Linked DNA regions of Mus musculus: region 1 is linked to region 2. A link is a contact called in public Micro-C data. All regions are on one chromosome and are shown on one strand. The core of a region is the stretch at or near the end of the contact, and the rest is flanking DNA. Distances in the headings are between cores, read along the strand shown. Region 1 holds the start of Ccdc105 (coiled-coil domain containing 105). Region 2 has its middle 4.6 kb from the start of Gm30232.

What was found. Hi-C and Micro-C count contacts between places; a contact is called where the count stands out from the background.
Region 1: a Micro-C map of palatal mesenchyme shows a contact between it and region 2, with 1.8 times the contacts expected there. The contact joins the promoter of Ccdc105 here to the enhancer-like site in region 2. A contact is called at or near these places in 1 of 39 promoter capture datasets (hippocampal neurons), 2 of 484 Hi-C or Micro-C datasets (cortical neurons and palatal mesenchyme) and 3 of 115 datasets of contacts at active chromatin or transcription factors (all in embryonic stem cells).

Annotation. Positions count from the first base shown.
Region 1 is chr10:78,751,318-78,754,369 of GRCm38.p6, reverse strand. Ccdc105 (coiled-coil domain containing 105) reads left to right here and starts at 1,303. Exons shown (of 7, transcript NM_027630.1): 1 at 1,303-1,965. The coding sequence starts at 1,396. All of the region lies in intron 1 of Gm30400 (predicted gene, 30400), which reads right to left.
Region 2 is chr10:78,480,653-78,483,497 of GRCm38.p6, reverse strand. No RefSeq gene overlaps it. Among named protein-coding and RNA genes, the nearest start is that of Gm30232, 4.6 kb to the left of the region's middle. Within about 2 kb of position 1,522, at least 260 of the 459 cell types and tissues checked have an H3K27ac peak or open chromatin away from gene starts, as enhancers often do. A contact at or near this core is called in cortical neurons, hippocampal neurons and palatal mesenchyme, where this site is marked.

The DNA.
Region 1 (3,052 bases), core at 54-2,553, 270 kb before region 2:
TTTAGTTTTGGTAGCTTGCACTAAAAACCCTGTGCAATAGGAGAGTAAAGCTCACTGTGGTCATAGTAGAGAAAGACTCCTTTAAGATATATAAGCTGGGTTCTGAAGATCGAAATGAAGTAAACCACGAAGTCAGCAAAGGAAAATTCTATGAGAAGAAAAGAGTTCTCAATTTTGAGGTAAGAAAGAACTTAGACTGTCCTAAGAGCTGGAGAGTATTACATATTTTAATCTTTTTTACTCTATTTTAAGTGGAATTGCATTGTTTTGGTTTGTTTGTTTAAGGTGCATAAAACCTCAGGTGTCTGTCTTTAGCTAGCTCTTCCACCATTTTTGAGACAGGATCTCTCACTCCCCAGGAGGTGGCCAGGTCAACTAGTGGCCAGCCAGCCCCAGAAATCCTCATTTTAGCATACCCAGTGCTGAGATTACAATCTCACCACCGGGTCAGCCTGGCATGTTTTCATGTAGGTTCTGGAAATCAAATTCAGATGTTGTATTGTAAGGCAAGCACTTTACCAGCTGAGCCATCTTCCCAGCTTCAGAAATTGTAGTCTTTTTTTCATTTATATATTTTTATTATTTAATTCTGTGTATGGGGGGGGGGGTGATCTGTCCACATGAATGCAGTGCCCACAGAGGTCCGAGGTGTCAGATTCCCCTAGGTGTCAGTCAGTTGTAAACCATCTGATGTGGGTGATAGGAATTGAACTCAAGTTCTCAGAAGAGCTATATGTGCTCTTAACCTTACTGAGCCATCTCTCCTGCCCAGGAATTGTATTAATTCAGGTTGCTGTTGTTTGTTGGGGTTTTTTCTGGTTTTGTTGTTGTTTGTTTTTTGGGTTTTGTTTTGTTTTGTTGATTGTTCATTTCAGGAGTATAAAAACATAATTGGGAGCCAACAAGATGGCTCAGTATGATTCCGGGACCCCTCATGATGAACGAATTACTGCACAATGCCTCTCACCAGTACATACACCCTGTGGTGGTGTACACACACAAATATATGTATATGGTATTCATGTATACTTCAAAACTACTAATATTAGTACTAGTTTGTGAATTCCTTAGGATTTTCCAAATGCAAGGCTGTGTTATCTACTAGTAGATATAGGTTGGTTGACACATTTCCAAAATCAAGAGAAACAATGAGAGAGGAACTCCATAAAAGCGGCTCCCTCAAGGAATACAGTCTGAATTTCCAGGCCTAGTTCTCCATTTTGCCTTTCCCATCCCCCGCCCCTGGAACGCAATCTCCATGGTTGTCCTGGTTGCCACGGTGAGGGGAGCTCTGGGAGCACGCATTCTAGCCACCAGTAAAGAGTGGTGTGTGGTTAGGGCTGGGTGGACCCCTGTCCATTCTCCGAGGAGATCGCGGGCACTAAATAAGGAACCATGCCTGTGTTGCTCCCTTCCACCGACCCGGGCCAGGACTCGCGCGTTGGGGCTCCAGAATGGCGCCAGGCGGCCAAGGCCACGTCTCGCAAGGCACACCTTCTGACCGATCGCTGTGGGCAGGAGGCGGTGACCATGTGGCAGCCCAAGGACAGTGTACTGGACCCGAACGTGGCACACCACCTGGGCCGCGCCGCCTACATGGAACCCTGGCGCTTTCGGGTAGAGATGCTCAAAGGGGGCGGCACCCTGGAAAAGCCACCGCCCGGAGAAGGCGTCACCCTATGGAAAGGGAAGATGAAGCCCCCGGCCTGGTACGCGCGCCTACCGCTGCCTATGCACCGCGACGCGCGTGCCCAGCAAACCGCCGAGGTGGTGCACGCGCACGCACGCGGGGCGCGCCTCACCGCCGCCCGCCTGGGCCGCGCACAGCACCAGATCAATGGGCAGCTGCGGCTGCTGCTGCGCCAGCGCGAGGCCACTGACCGCAGGCTCAGCGAGGTGCGCAAGGGCCTGCTCATCAATCAGCAGAGCGTCAAGTTGCGGGGCTACCGACCTAAGTGTGAGAAGGTGCGACCCTCCCCGCCACCACACCAGAGACAGAGGTTGATGCTTCCTTCTTCAGACAGACAACACACCCTATTCTCCATCTCCAGCGAGGACACCCGCAAAATAGGGTGGCTACACCTCCAAGTTCCAAAGCCTGAGTTTCCCAAAAATTGTTACTGAAATTGAGGTCACAATCTGTGCCTCCAAGAAACCAGGTTCGGCCACCCGTCCTCTATACACCAAGTAGAACAGAAAAATTAATAGTAAAAAGCAGATAGGGTATTTAACCAATGAGAGCACTTCTCGAAGAAGGGCAAAAATATCCCTCCAGTAACCCTCTGCTGTCCATTTTCGTTGTTCTGAGAGATTAAAGTTTAAAGAGGGAGCCACACTACCCACATCTAAGCCGTTCGAGTTAAGGCGTGGCCCTGCCCATCGCTGACCTTTTGTCTAGGCTCAGTCTCTTTCGACCAAGGGTCTGGTTAGCTGTCAGTACAATGTGAAATCCCTTCTGGGATGAGAGTTTCTCCTCCACCTGGTACCAGGCCTTTTCCTTTCCCCAGGAGGAGATATCTGGGGTGAATTCCAGTTTCTTGGGGGTCTGTTAATAGTTAGATTGAAGGACTTACGTGTCTCTTTAGAATATCTTCGTTCCTGTCAGGGAACTTCCAAAAGAACAGCCCAGGTGCCTTTCCCCAATAGAAAAACTGTTTCAAATCTAAGCTATGAGGGTAGACCCCTCTCCTCGCCCCACCTCCCGCCCACCTCCCCCATCCCCACCGCAGCCCCAAGTCACACTGTATAAAAATCTTCCCAAAGAGGGAAATTCGAATCTCCAAGTTCGAATATCACATCACATCTACTCCTGCTCCAAAAAGTTCACCAGACCCACAGATTCTGCTTTGGCCAAGAGGCCATAATGCCCCAAATTCTTTCTTTTTCTTTTTCTCTTTCTTTTTCTTTTTCTTTTTCCTTTTCTTTTTCTTTTTCTTCTTCTCTTTTTCTTTTTTTGTTTCTTTGTTTTTTGTTTTTTGTTTTTCGAGACAGGGTTTCTCTGTGTAGCCCTGGCTGTCCTAGAACTCACTCTGTAGACTAGGCTGGCCTTGAA
Region 2 (2,845 bases), core at 273-2,772:
GGAGTCCCCACCCTGATGTTTAGAAAAGACAAAAAAAAGAGAAAGATTAAAGGAATGAAGAAAGGAAGAAGGAAGGAAATACAGATGGGGCTGGAAAGACGGTTCAGTAGTTAAGACCTGTGCATTCTGGGTAGAACAAGAATGGATTCACTAGACAGTGTGGGTGAAACACTATTTATCAACCAAACAGGGGCTCAAACACTCAGCAATTGCCCTTGCCTACGGACTTTGATCTCCTATGCTGTATAATAACAATCAATTGCTCTATTTGTCTGGCAAGCAAGCCTGATTCAGGACAGCCCTGGATTGTCCTTAGATGCAATTCCAGCCACTTGTGGTCCTTCCAGATCCTTCCAGGTCCATGGTAGCCAGCTACTATACCCTAACATCTCCCAGGAATCAGTATAGTGGCTGGCCATGAGTGGAAGGGGAATGGGGACCTGCCACCTTGCTCAGTGACCAGCCAAAAAGTACATTGCAAGAGGCCACCACCTGGCTGCCCAGGCCAGCCCAATCTTCCTGCTGGACCAGCCAGGCAAGGAAGCACCAGTCAGCTGACATTGCCTATGGCTCCCATTCTAGTGCCCATGACACCCTGGTTCCCTCCAAGGCAACCAGTCACAAGCAGGAAGCACCACCTGCCAGAAATGATCAGAGACAACCTCATTCATTACACACCTCACAGGAGAGGCTCTGGGAAGACAACACAAGGCTGCATTCCTTCTAACAGGTTGCTTCCAAAGCCAAACTCAGCAAACTGTTTGCTTGTATTACTGTCTCTTCAGTAATACAAGCAAGCCTGCTGGAGGTGTAGGGTTGCGGTTCTAGCCCCATCCCAGCGATGACAGGCCACCTCAGGAGTGATCAGACCTGTAGTGTGGCTCAGCTTCTTGGGCTCCAACCAGTCTGCGATCTTAACTCAGCCTCCTGAATTTCAGCAGCCCCCGCGGATCCTCCCAGCTCAGCATTTTATCACTCAGGGTTGGCCAGGCCGACCGAAGCAGCAGGTACCCTTAAGAACTACGGTGTGTACCACAGTCAGATAGGGGTGTGCCACATTCACTACCCTACTGTAGGCTCTCCAGAGTACTCCACGCCCCCAGCCTGTGTGCCCCAGGCTCTATCCGAAGCGCGCCCAGCTCCCGATAGGAACCCCAGGGTGGCCCCAAGGGAACCAACGTCATCGCCGCCGCCTTGCACACTAGCGGCCGGGCTGGGTTATAGAAGTGGCGAGGCATGAACCTGCAGAGGGAACATGGCCACCCGGTTGCCCACGTAGCCACGGACTACATGGCTCTGAATAGAGAGCACCCGGCACTCGCCCTCCATGCCGGGCTAGCCTTGGTTGCTGAGGTCACAGTTGCTGTTACGGTCTGCGGATCAGCTCGCTTGTCCCTCCGCGCAGGCGTAGTTTTTGGACTTGGGTGAACTGAGTCTTGGAGTCCCGCTCCGCTAGGGGTGAGCTGGAGGCGGGGCCTCGCTCGTGCCTCGCCTCTCCGGGAAACCAGCTCTGTGGTACTGACCCCTACCCGCTCCTCTGAGCTAGTGCAGCACATCGGCGCCCAAGCCCTCTCTGCACACCCAGGTTAGCACCAAGCCATCTCATCTGGGATTCGCTCCTCAGTGTGGTTAATTCATTCCACGCTGTTCCAACCCGTTGGCCTATGGCGCTGATCACCCCATGGGTGGCACTCCTAAATGCTGCTGTCTAAAAGCTCCCACCCAGCTCCAGTGCTGTAAGACCCTCAGAGATCGGGTGGACTCCTCCAGCCTCATGGCCTCCGTGGAATCCCAGACCCGGTCAGCCGTGTGCTCGGCTGTCTGAACTCTGAACCCCGGGGGTACCTATTCCAGCGATTTCCGGGCTCATGTTCACCTTCTTAGAGCCACTCATGGGTACAACAGACTTGAAGCTGCTGCTCTGGCTTTCCTATTTTCATGCCTCCCCACACACGTGCAATCCTCTCAGTCTTAGAGAAAGTGCACCTCTCTGTCCCATCTCCAGACCTACACTTGGCACTCCTGTGGTCACGGACACATCAGGTTCACAGATCAGCGGCACAGGCCAGCGTGTAAAGTTTGCTTTGTCTTAATGAAATTACTGGGGATGAATGAGGCCAGAGTGAGTGGGGCTAAGAGAAGAAAGGAAGAAAGGAAGGAAGGAAGGAAGGAAGGAAGGAAGGAAGGAAGGAAGGAAGGAAGGAAAGAAGACAGAAAGAAAGAAAGAAAGAAAGAAAGAAAGAAAGAAAGAAAGAAAGAAAGAAAGAAAGAAAGAAAGAAAGAACGAACTGGGGACCAGATCTGCTCTGAAGAGAAAGGAGGAACCCCATTGCTTGGGGAACAGATCAGAAAGAGGAAGTGGTATTGAGGCTCCGTTGGTGGAGTGCATATCAAGGTCCTAGCTTTAACCCCAATCCCTAAAAAGGCAAACAATAAGGAGAAACACATTGTAAGGAATTGTCTTAGTCAGGATTTCTATTCCTGCATAAACATCATGACCAAAAAGCAAATTGGGGGCCGGGCGTGGTGGCACACGCTTTTAATCCTAGCACTTTGGAGGCAGAAGCAGGCAGATTTCTGAGTTCGAGGCCAGCCTGGTCTACAAAGTGAGTTCCAGGACAGCCAGGGCTACACAGAGAAACCCTGTCTCAATAAACCCAAGGGGGGAAAAAAAAGCAAATTGGGGAGGAAAGGGTTTATTCAGCTTACACGTGGCTGTGCATCACCAAAGGAAGTCAGGACTGGAACTCAAGCAAGTCAGGAAGCAGGAGCTGATGCAGAGGCCATGGAAGGATGTTACTTATTGGCTTGCTTCCCCTATCTTGCTCAGCTTGCTTTCTTATAG